3 separate regions of the Mus musculus genome follow, and regions 2 and 3 are each linked to region 1. A link is a contact called in public Micro-C and promoter capture Hi-C data. All regions are on one chromosome and are shown on one strand. Each heading gives the region's core, a stretch centred on a gene start, on an enhancer-like site or on the middle of the called end of the contact. The rest is flanking DNA. Distances are from core to core; before and after follow the strand shown. Region 1 holds the start of Hk1 (hexokinase 1). Region 2 overlaps Col13a1 (collagen, type XIII, alpha 1). Region 3 holds the start of Ddx50 (DExD box helicase 50).

Region 1 (3,752 bases), core at 625-3,124:
ACTCAAAGAGTAGGGTCAGCTACAGGGCCAACATGTTTAAATCGGCTCCATCAGGGCCCAGAAGGGACTGCAGGCAGGGACATAACACAATTAAGGTTGCTTTTCAGGGAGAGTGCCGTGGCCTGCAGCTCAGAATGGCTTGGATGGCTGGTAGCCAACAACCAGAAAGCCACCTTAAATGTTCTTGTAATATTTCTAGCTAGACAGGCGAAAAACTGGGGTGGTAATGGTATTGGGAGCGGCAGTGAGTCTGACTTAGAGATGTGAATTAGGAAATAATGCTAAGCCTTAGTGCCTCTGTGTGTGTGTGTGTGTGTGTACTGAGTCACCTTGGTACAGGGGTTGGGGGAAGGGATAGCAGAGGTGCCTACCTGCCTATAAGTTTGGCCAGCTTTTTCCCAATTCTGGTTTGTTGGGTAAGGGTTGTATGGGGACAGATTATAGTGATAGCTGAAGGCTGAGTGAGGGGGCCGTGAGTCTAACACGGGGAGCAGAGAGATGGCCCATTCAACCTACAGAGCTCTGAGAAAACAAAACAACCCTCCATCCTCAAAGATGTCCCAGCCTTGAGAGCTGGCTGGCAGAACTACATTTGCAGAGTCGAATGCAGCTTAGAAGAACCATTTTGTCCTGACACTGGTGGCCATGTTGGTAGCGTTCGCCTGTGCATATGTGTGTGTGTGTGTGTTAGTTTGAGATTTATGTGGGCCTCAAATGCTAATCTTTTTGAGGGGAGATCCTATTAGGAAAATAATTTAAATACAACAGTTAGGCCCTCCCTGGGCCTGGAAATGGCGATATACAGGTTGCGCCCCCCCCCCCAAACTTTAACCTGTAGGCTCCCAAGTTCATTCTATGAGAGTACTTCCCACTTAATTTGTTAGACACAAGTGTTTATGCTCTTTCACAAAAATCATGGGGTGTAGACATCAGTAGTTACAGCTCCATCTTAGGGGTAAAGAAGTGACTGAGGACACATCTGCACCTGCCATTGGGCAGGGTGGGGATGTGTCCTGGATAGAGGTATCAGGTCTACCACCTCTTTCTCAGTGGGCAGTGGTGGCTGGAAGGGTCCTGGGGTACTTGAGGGGTGTTCCAGGCATGGGCTCCTAGCCCCCCAGGTGTGGGCTAGAAGTTAGCCTCTATAGTTCCCTCAGGACAGATGCTGCAGCCCTGGTCATGGGAACATGGCCTGCAAGGGAAGCTTAAGTAAGAGACACTGCATACAACGGCCAGGTCACCAGCACTGAAGCTAAGAAAACCCTGCCCGACTCCTGAGCAGCAACTGTAACGCATTGCCTCAGACTCCTCACCTGTAGAATCAGAGCCACTTCTGTATGTCAGAGTTCTTACTTGTCATAAGGTACAAATACGATTTCCCCTCAACCTGAGTCCTGAACAGTACCCCCAACCTCCCAGAACCCGGATGCCCAAGAGCTAGAGAAGGGTGGGAGGATCGGGACAGGCTGGGAATAGGCCAAAATTCCCACTCGGGGACCATGAGCTCTTACATGATGTCACAGGGGCAGGCGCTTTGGGTTTCGCTATGTGAACTCTGACAGGCTGTGGTGGGACTCCGAGCATCATCCTTAGATTTTGGATCCTCGATGGCAGGCAGGCACAGGGACCCAGTGCAAGATCTGTGAAGCCGCCTAGTTTCGGCTTCCGCTCTCTTTCCACGCCCACTTGTGTGCTTCCCCAACAGGGAGGATGGGAGGGGTGGGGGACGAGCCCTAATCTCCGAGGAAGGGGTGTGGCTCCGTTCGCGTTCTCCAGTTTGTGGTGTCCTGGATCTGTCCTCTGGTCCCCTCCAGATCGTGTCCCACACCCCACCCACTCTGGCTTGGCACTGTGCCACCACGCGTGACCGCGCGCTCCTTACGTGGGGAACGTGCAGGGTGATGCCTCCTTTCCGGCGCGGGAGGGAGCGGCCGTCATTCTCCTGCTCTGGCTGGGAAGCCCCAGCCATAGCGCGGCAGTGGCGCCTTGTAGCCAATGGGGACTGAGGAGGTGGGCCGGCTGGCGGTTGTCACCCTCCCGGGGACGGGAGCTCGGAGGTCTGGAGAGAGCAGGCAGACGCCCCGCCCAGGGACTGAGGGGGAGGAGCCAAGGGAGGAGGAGGTGGAGTCGCGGATCCGCCGCTGGAGGACCACTGCTCACCAGGGCTACTGAGGAGCCACTGGCCCCACACCTGCTTCTCCGCATCCCCCACCGTCAACATGATCGCCGCGCAACTACTGGCATATTACTTCACCGAGCTGAAGGATGACCAAGTCAAAAAGGTGAGCCCCGCCGGCGCCGCCCTGGCCACAGCCTTGCATTCCCGCATCCGCTCGCCACCGCCTGCATCCTCCCCCCGGCCTCTCCCGGCTAGACAGCATCTAGTTGGACTACAGGGTGCAGGCGACAGGCCTCATGCTGGGATTCACCCGGGCATTGTGGGCATGCGGGCGTGCTTGTGGTTTGAGGAGCTGGGCGGCCGGCTGAAGACCCCCCCCCTTCCTCCCACGGCTGGATTGCATACTGCAGTGTCCTTGAAAAGGACCATGGATGTCAGATGGGTACCCGCACGCAGTGCCGGGCTGAGACCTGTCTAGGTGGGGACCAGCTGGCCTGTCTATAGGCCTGTTTTGAAAGGTCCACGCGCGCCGTGGGCGGGGAAGGTGTGATCGCCGAGATAGGCTGGGGAGGTGAGTGAGCAGCTGGCGGGGGTGCTGGCTGGAAGCCAGGCATCCCATATTTGGGGTTCCCATTTGGAGAATACGATGCCCTCCTGAAACTGTCACTGGGCTCCCCCAGCTGTTGCAGCTGCTCCTTACTCTGAGGACGGGGTGACCCGCCTGGCTTTCCGGTGAGGGGAGGGGAGCAGAGGCCACCGGAAACTTTGCTCATAGGCCTCAGGTCGAGAACCGCACGTCTGAATGGAATTTTTTCTTCCTCTAAACCTGTAATTTCCAGGCAGTCTCAGCCTAGGAGCTCAAATAAGACACTTTAGTCACTTGAAGAGCTCGGAGGGGTTGGCATTCGTTCCTTGTGACTTGTGAGTTCTTGCACATGGACGCTGGGTCCTAGGGGTGATGTTCATCTAGTATAAAGTGCCGTCTGCTGGTGGGTCTTAAAGATGTACCTCACTTTTCTGCCACCATCAGTAAGACGGGATGTTTTTTTCCTGAGATAGACTAAGTTGGTTAGGAAAACACCTAGGACATTTTTATTTGTGCTATGGGTATGCCTTACCTACCCTAGGATAGGTTAATAGCATCATCACCCTGACAGACACTGGGACAAGAGGTACTATCTACAGGTGAGAGGCGGCAGTGACTAGGCTCTGTCCTTTCCTGGCCTGAGACTTCTCATCCTGCACCTTCAGAAGCAGTCTTACCGGGGACTGTGACCTCCTGAAGGTCACACAGCTGGTTAGAGGTGGAGTCTGGGCGGGGCTCTGACCCTCCTCCCACTCGAGAACTTGACCAAGACTCCCCCTGGGTGTCAGCTGAAGGGGAGGTGCTGAGAGACAAGACTGTTGGAGATGCAGCTCTTATCCTGAATAGGGACCAGGAATAGGGTGCTGAAGGGCTTCACTGTCAATCTCCCACCCCCACCCCCATCCCTGACCTGATGTCAGGGAGCTATGCATCAACACGTGTAATTGCTTGAGTTTCTTCCATGGCGGTGGACATGCTTATCCCATGGAAAGGGAAGATAGGAGGGCAGAGTGCACTTAGGATAGGCCTCCCGAATCAAGAGTCCAC
Region 2 (3,752 bases), core at 568-3,067, 430 kb after region 1:
CCTGAATTAGGATGGACATGGACACAGGGCTGCCCTCCTCTTCTTACCGCTAACATCCCACCTCCAACATGATTCCACCGCTATCTCTGCTGGCTTTGGCTGGGACCCTCGCTGCTGTGCTGGCATTCGCCTTAAGCATGACTGTGACATCTGTGTATGGATTTGCATGGCTGGAGCAAGCATGGAGTTGGGGGTACCCAGAGTTTTGCTAGTACCCACACCCTGCTGGGCTGTGAACCAAAGGGCCTTCACACACCAGCTCATTAGGCCCTCGAGTGAACTGTCTAAGCAGAGGTACAATCTCCATCCCACCCCACCCCCACCCCACCCCCAGCACTCCCAGGAGAAGAAGCCCAGGCTCTGAAGGTAAATGTCTTTCTCAAGGTTACACATTAGGAAATGAGGAAGCAAACACTTGATTACAGGCAACCAGGCTGCAAACTTGTATCCTTGACCAGGGGTGGTCCACCCCTAGCATCAGAGCTGAAAGAAGGAGCTGACTTTAAACGGATGCCTCAGAGGCCTAGAACATTCTAGAGCTTGGTTCAAGAGCTCCATGCAACCTGTGAGTTGTGAGGCCACCTCTGTGGTACTGGAGGAGGGGGTGGGGTGGGGTGTTGTCACATCAGTTGATGTCATTTTATCCAACATTTACCCTATTCCTAGCATAGGCTTTCTCTAAGTGGTATCTCACAGGGACTTCAGCATCCTCAAAGCTCTTGTCCACTGCGCCCTCACCTGCCCCTCCATACACATACTCAGCAAGGCTTGGTACCCAGGAAGAGTGAAAAACCAGTCAGCGTGTACAGCTAGCAGTGTATGTTGGTTTTCAACATTTTAAGACCTGACAGCGTGTGGGAGTCTCGATCCTCTCCACAGAGTCCTCACACTGATTGCATACCAGGACACAGGGCACTTGCTTGCCCCCCAACCCACCCACCGTATCTGTTCCATCAGTCCATCCATTAGACACTGGGTCTGTCTATGCTGTCACTGGGTCCCACCCAGTTACCCTGCCATCCTTCCTGGAGCGATCATATTGGATGCACCTAAGTCTCACTATAGCCTTAATGATCCCCTTTAATGGGCAAAATCTACCCCGGAAGGAGGTGAAGTTGATTTTGTACCCAAGCCAACTGGCCTACCACCTTGCTCTTGGTTAGGTAAATGTTGGGAGTCCCCCCCACCCCCGCCAGCCCCCTGCTGGGTGCAGCAGCTGGCCTGCAGGAAGTTCTGCCTAGTGCAAAAAGTACTTCCGGCTCCTCCTTCCTGCCCTCCCTCATCGGAGCTTCCTGTGTGGTGGCAATGGGGAGAGGTAGGGGGGCCACCGGAAGCCTCCCACCTCCTGTGCAGAGCTCCTTTCCAGCCACTTTGGAACTTCTCACTGCTGGTGCTATTTTAAATGTGGATGGCCCATTTGGCTGCTCACTAGGGGGCCTGGCATAAGCCACTTGATAAGGACTGTAGTGTCCAATGACCAGGTGTGAAATTCCTGGGTCATTCCCATACGTCACCAGAGGTGGCACCACTGGCCTGTTGGGAGCTGCATGGAGGGAGGCTGCCCGCCACTGGAGTGACAAAGGAACCCCTGGCTGGGCATCCTGCTTTCTTTATACTCTGACTCGTCCAGCATCCTTGCTATGTTCACCTCCTACCACCTCTGCCCCTTTTTTTGTAATACTGGTGACTCAATGTAAGAGTTTAAGCATATGAGGCAAGCATCTTACCTCTTGAATTCAATCCTCAGCCCTCTTTAGACTTTATCTTTGAGATAGAATCTCACTGAGTTGTCCCTAGTTGGCCTTGAACTCAGCCTCTAGCTCAGACAGGCCTTGAACTTGTATTCTTCCTGCTTCAGTCTCCCAAGCAGCTGGGATTACATGCCTGAGCCACCCAAGCCCAGTCACCCCATTCTGTTTGTCCCGTGTCATCCTGCGTCCCCTCCCTTGTCTGCCCCCTCCTTTGCATGCCTCAAGCTTTCTCTGTTCCAGGAATGGGTACCCCTAATGGTTCCGATCTTACCTTACTTCACAAAGTTCTGTACTTGGGACTCAGAGGGACCTTCCGAGCCCCTGGGGTTCATGATCACAGACCTTGGGAACTTCTTCCCAGCCCCACCCATGGCCCTTTGGATTTGGCTAATTAGGAAGATTTTCTGACTGGGTTAGGGATCTCTCTCTCTCTCCCTCTCTCCCTCTCTCTCTCTCCCTCCCTCCCTCCTTCGCCCTCCCTTCCTTCCCCCCTGTCTCTCCTTCCCTCCCCCTACCTCCCACTTTTCACACACGCACCACTTGGACAGGATCCCTTGTTTCTTTCCTAGTGATGTAGACCAGCTGGACGTGCTTGCTGGCCGAGATGGCTGTCGCGTGTCTGCATCTGTGTCTTGTGCTGTGTTTCTTATTTCACAGTGATTTTTTTTTTTGTTCAGTTGCTGTGCCATTAGCATGGATTCCTGTTGTCCGTGTCTGTCTCTCATCCTCTTTTTTTCTCTCCCCGTCTCTCTTTTCCCTGTGCCCTGTGTTTCGTGGGGCTGCCTGTCCAGGGTATCAAAGGTCAACCAGGCGAGAAGGTGAGTCTTCACTGCCCCCTCTAACCCAGCCTTCTCTCTCACTGGAAGGCTTTTAAGCTAGCACTCTCTGAGCCCTGGTATGAAGCCCTGGGATTCCTAGGCAAGGCCTCAGCTGTCCCAGCTCAGTAAGCCTGTCCCTGCCTTACCTTAACCATATGCAAAGGCCCCCATTGCTCTCCTAGGGGCTATCACCCACCCCCATGAATAAAAGACTGCTTATCACTGCTCTGTAGCTGGGACTACCCAGGGGGACCCCAGAGTTACAGAGAGGACTTTCCACCCTGCCTGGGAAGCCAGGAGCCAGGTTAGGGGAGAGGACATCCAGAGAGAGCAGCCTGGTGGGTTCTGGGGATTTCAGAGCATAACTTATCCAATCAGAGGAGAGAGTATGGGGTTTGTCTGGAGTCCCCAGCAATAACGTGGGCAGGTTCCTGGTTCTCTGCTTTCCTTCCATCCTTGTAGACACTGGGCGTGTCAGTGTTGTCAGGATTGTGGATTGTTTTGTTCTGCTCTTTTTCTTTTTTCTTTTTGTGGGAAAGGGTTTTGGCTTGTAGCCTAGGCTAGCCTAGAAGTCATTGTGTAACTCAAGATGACATTAAATTTACAAAGATCTTCCCATCTTTACCTGCTGAGAACTGGAATTGCAGGCAGGAGACCTCCGACCTCCTCCCCACAACACACACAAACACACACAGAGTTACTGCACTGATATTGCAACAGAGTATCCCATCTCTAAAGTAGCGAATGCTGACTTTAGCCGAGGCTCCTCAGCGGTGGGCAGGCTGTATGGGCAGGCTGTAAGTGTTCTTTTCTAATGGCTCAGGTAATGCTGACAACCCTTCTTGAAAGCTTCACCATTCCTCTGTGCGTTAGGCCCAGAAAAGGAAAGTCACATGCTCATGGTCCCCCAGATAGAAGGTGACACAGCTGGAGAGGACCCTTGTGTGCTGTGTCTCCCGAGGCTGAAGCTACTGATCATATGACAGGGCGGTCTTCCAAGTAGATATTGGTCCCATCCTATAGGGTGAGACACATCACCTTCCCAGACCATGTGGTGATTTTAAGCACCTTCTAGTCTTATCCCATGGAAAGTCTATGTGATGGGGATGTTTTCCCTGCCATAGTTCAGGAAATGAACAGAGAAATTAGGAAGCTTCTTCCCACTCAGGCAGCTGCTAAGGAG
Region 3 (3,752 bases), core at 645-3,144, 310 kb before region 1:
TTATAGTTCCTGTTCCCATGTTTCCTGATCAATTAAGCTAATATCGACCAAGTCCTTCACTCCTTGGGCAAGTTACTCATGTGTAGATCTCCAATCTCCTTCCCCACTTGATAAGAGAATTAGTTCAGGCCATTAGGACTTAGAAAGGCCACATTTGTTGGCGCCGAAGGTGTCACAATTTGGGAAGCAGTCACTTGAATGACTAATAGAATCTAGTCCTTTTCAGGTTTGCTGTGAGGTTTGGTATGAGAAAAAAAATGCCAAAAATAGGATCCTAAGAAGGTAAAAATGCACTTCATTTGAGTGATTTTCAGCCACAAGACAGCATCTGCTCCCTTTATACCCATGTGTGTGGCATTCTTCACCTTATTAACTGTTCCTATGCATAGCATATTCCGTTGTAGGGGCATAGTGTATTGCTGTAGAACTGGGTGTAGCTAAGAGGAAAAAGAATTTAGAAAAGCTATTGAGATTTAGATTTGTAAAGATTTAGATGTAGAGACCCATAACTATTCATCCAACTTGTGGGAAAAGCCTTTTTCACCATCATTCCTTGAACACACCTGGTGTTATAAAACTGAATCCATAAGACTACATTCAGACAAAGTCATTGATGTTAAGCCAGTCCTTATTTTCATAGAATTCTGGAAGCTATCACAAATTTAAAATATTGTGGTCCCGGTTATTTAAGTCTAATCATAGAACTCAGGACGTGTAGCTGTAATTTTTTTAAGGCCTGTGTTTGAGGCTCAGATTACAAGACTGCTACACTAGACATTATGTAGTTTGCAAGAATGCCCTGTACCTACATCTAGGTTTGGTGTCATCTTCCCTCAGGAATGTAATAGCTGATTGACTGAATAAAGAGAACATGATAAACAAGGTTTGAGGACTGGGATTGTTGTTCAATTGGTAGTAGGCTTGCCTGGTCTGTGAGGTACAGGGGATCGAGCCCAATCTTTGTGAATATACATAAAGACCAAGAAGTCAATTCGCTGACACTGATATCTTTCATATAAATTTGTACCTCAGAGGCAGTTAATCCTGAACCTTAAGATTAAATGTACGTATTACAAGCAGGTCATCTGTCAGACACATTGGACTTGCTTTTCTTATCCTTTAGATTTTTCCCTATTCTGTTTCATAGGAGCGAGCATTCGCCTTGCAACTCTGGGAAATTACAGCTGTGAGAGCGCTGTGCCCATCGCGGATTCCGATCACTTTTCAAGTCTTACAAGCGCTACTGAGTTTGGACAAATAAATTCGCTTCTCGGGTGGGTTTGGTTTCTTCTGGGATACGTGAGAACTAAAAGTGAAGCCATAACTTAACGCCTGCATAAGGAGCTAATATCCTTGAGGCGGCCCCTCGGCTTCAGACCCCTGCAGATTCTGCTGACCCCGGGAAGCCTCGACGTCAATGCCCAGGTACCGTTACAGGCTAACGCTCCACCCACTGCGGGGGGCGGGGCGGGGCGGGGGCGGGGCGGAGGGCTGCAGTTTCCGGCGGCGAATGGCTGTACGGCGCGTGGCGCTCCCGCCGGCCTCAGCTCGTGCTTGCCCACGAGCCGCTGCGTCGCGCGTCAGCCCCTCGCTCCCCGCCGCCTGCGAGGGGGCTGCGCGAGCGTTGCAGGGCATGCTGGGAAGGGAGGCGTTCCGAGCGGGGGGAGGGGAACACTTGGAATTCTGCGTGCCGCGCCAGGGGAGGCGAGCGTCCTTCCTGGAGATTGGCCCGTGCTCTGGAGAAGCCTGTCACTTCAGACCGTGGGCGGGCCCATCGGGGCCACTCAGGTTTTCATTGGCCGAGGGAGGCTGCGACTCTCTGGGAGAGTTTCCTCCTGTAGAGTTCCGGCTTGCTTTGCTCCCGCCGCGAGGTGCGTGGCCCGGAAGTGACGCACGGTCCTGGCCGGCGGGGCCGCCCAGCCCCCGCTTCCTTTCACGCTCTCGGTGGCCGTAGGTGGTCGCGGCCACCGCAGCCGGGCGGGAGGTTGCGACGGCCAGTAATGCCCGGGAAACTCCTCTGGGGAGACATAATGGAGCTCGAGGCACCCTTGGAAGAGTCCGAGAGCCAGAGGAAGGAGCGGCAAAAGGTGTGCTGCGGCTGGGCCGCGCCTCCCTCGGGCTGCGCTGGCCTGGGCGGGGAGGGGAGCTGTCTAGGAAGGGGAAAGACCTGTCAGGACCGGGGGCGAGTTTCCGAGGGACAGCTTCCCCTTCGCCGAGCTCAGCCCTCCGAGGTCCCAGGGACCATTCCCCATCGCCGCACTCCCGGACCTGGAGGAGAACGGCCCGGCTTCCGTGGTACTTCAGCCCCACGTCGGCCTCTGCGCCCGGATCTCTCCCGAGAGATGGGCAGACTTGAGCTCCCATCGCCGTGGAATCTGCTCGTGTTCCCTTTCTTAGGCGGCGAGTCCCTTCATTTGGTTTTCCGGGGCCTTCGAAGAGTTGAGACAGAGATGATGATGGCTTTGCCTATGTGTTGCCTCCCGGTCGCGGTGTCGTGTCTGCAGCAGTCTCGGGAAAAGCTATCCTAGGGGGTTACAATCCTCCATGATTGGGTAATAGAGGCTTAAGGAACAGTGTCAAAGCCAGGCTTGCCAGGGGTTGGCTGTGATGGAGTTCGTGGGGGTTGTATTACGAATAGCCCTTACTGTCAGTATTTTCAATCCACTGTGGTTTTTATTGAGGCTAATCGTGCCAGACTCTTAGCTGAGGACCGAGGAGATAAAACTAATTAAGTATGCAGAATAGTCCCTGCCCACCAGGAGCCTGTAGAGGTTCTATCCCCACCTCCGTCCAAGACATTAAGAAAGAAAGAAAGAAAGAAAGAAAGAAAGAAAGAAAGAAAGAACCCGAAAAATAGAGGATCTTATGGTGTTAAGAAAAAATGCAGAGGTAAAATTTTTACTGGAGACATTTGACCTGGAGAAAGAAAGCTGAATGAGGATGAAAATGACTGTGGGAAAGATGACACTTGATAAAATATTTACTCTGTAGAGTGCTAGAGATGAGGAAACACCCCCTAGGACCTACCACGAAGGTAAATTTTAAATTCTAGCCACCCTTTTATGTCACCTTCCCAGTGGGCATTGAAGTGAGGCCACCACTATGCCCGACAAATGCCCAGCGTTGAGCTCTATTCCCAACTCTCGTTTTTCTGTTTTTGTAGAACGTACTAAATTTGGAATTTACATTTGAGAGTTCCATTTTTCAGTGCTGGGGTTTAAATTCGACCATGGCTCAAGGTTTATTTTTTTTATACCATTTTAAGCGTGTGACTTGATGTCATTATAATAGAATTGTGCTGTCACGACCACCGTGATCTCTAGAACCTTTTCATCTTCCCAAGCCAAAGCTCTTTGCCCCTTTGAATTTTACTACTGTAGGCTTCTAGGGTAGACTATAAATGTAACCTCAAGCCGTTATTTTAGTTTTATATTTAATTTAGTTTGTCTTGAATAACCTTGCATACCTAAATCCTGCTTCTGACATGGTCTAGGTAATGTTTCTTTCTAACCATACTTGTATAGTATGAGATAAAAACATTACCTCATTTGCCTTCGAAGGCTTGTTCTACTGTTATCTTGTGATTGGCAGTTTTATGTGCTCCTTGTAAAGTTAGCTTATATATATATATATATATATATATATATATATATATATATATATATATATATATATATAAAATCTTGAAATAGTTTCCAAAGATTCTTGAGGAAAGTTATTATATCTTTGTGCATCCTTACATTTCACTATGT

Evidence for each region. Hi-C and Micro-C count contacts between places; a contact is called where the count stands out from the background. Capture Hi-C pulls out chosen DNA fragments and counts their contacts.
Region 2: a Micro-C map of embryonic stem cells shows a contact between it and region 1, with 4 times the contacts expected there. The contact joins the enhancer-like site here to the promoter of Hk1 in region 1. A contact is called at or near these places in 1 of 39 promoter capture datasets (cranial neural crest), 1 of 484 Hi-C or Micro-C datasets (embryonic stem cells) and 2 of 115 datasets of contacts at active chromatin or transcription factors (embryonic forebrain and embryonic stem cells).
Region 3: a contact with region 1 is called in a promoter capture Hi-C map of adipose tissue, with 2.7 times the contacts expected there. The contact joins the promoter of Ddx50 here to the promoter of Hk1 in region 1. A contact is called at or near these places in 8 of 484 Hi-C or Micro-C datasets (CD4 T cells, CD8 T cells, embryonic stem cells and 5 more), 4 of 115 datasets of contacts at active chromatin or transcription factors (double positive thymocytes, effector CD8 T cells, embryonic stem cells and 1 more) and 2 of 9 other capture datasets (adipose tissue and liver).

The regions. Positions count from the first base shown.
Region 1 is chr10:62,338,543-62,342,294 of GRCm38.p6, reverse strand. It overlaps Hk1 (hexokinase 1), which reads left to right and starts at 1,874. Exons shown (of 18, transcript NM_001146100.1): 1 at 1,874-2,282. The coding sequence starts at 2,220. It overlaps Hk1os (hexokinase 1, opposite strand), which reads right to left and starts at 2,061. Exons shown (of 3, transcript NR_168630.1): 1 at 1,883-2,061.
Region 2 is chr10:61,904,071-61,907,822 of GRCm38.p6, reverse strand. Col13a1 (collagen, type XIII, alpha 1) reads left to right here. Exons shown (of 41, transcript NM_007731.3): 6 at 2,543-2,569. Among named protein-coding and RNA genes, the nearest start is that of Gm30121, 10 kb to the left of the region's middle. Within about 2 kb of position 1,817, at least 49 of the 459 cell types and tissues checked have an H3K27ac peak or open chromatin away from gene starts, as enhancers often do. A contact at or near this core is called in embryonic stem cells, where this site is marked.
Region 3 is chr10:62,649,360-62,653,111 of GRCm38.p6, reverse strand. Ddx50 (DExD box helicase 50) reads left to right here and starts at 1,894. Exons shown (of 15, transcript NM_053183.3): 1 at 1,894-2,087. The coding sequence starts at 2,001.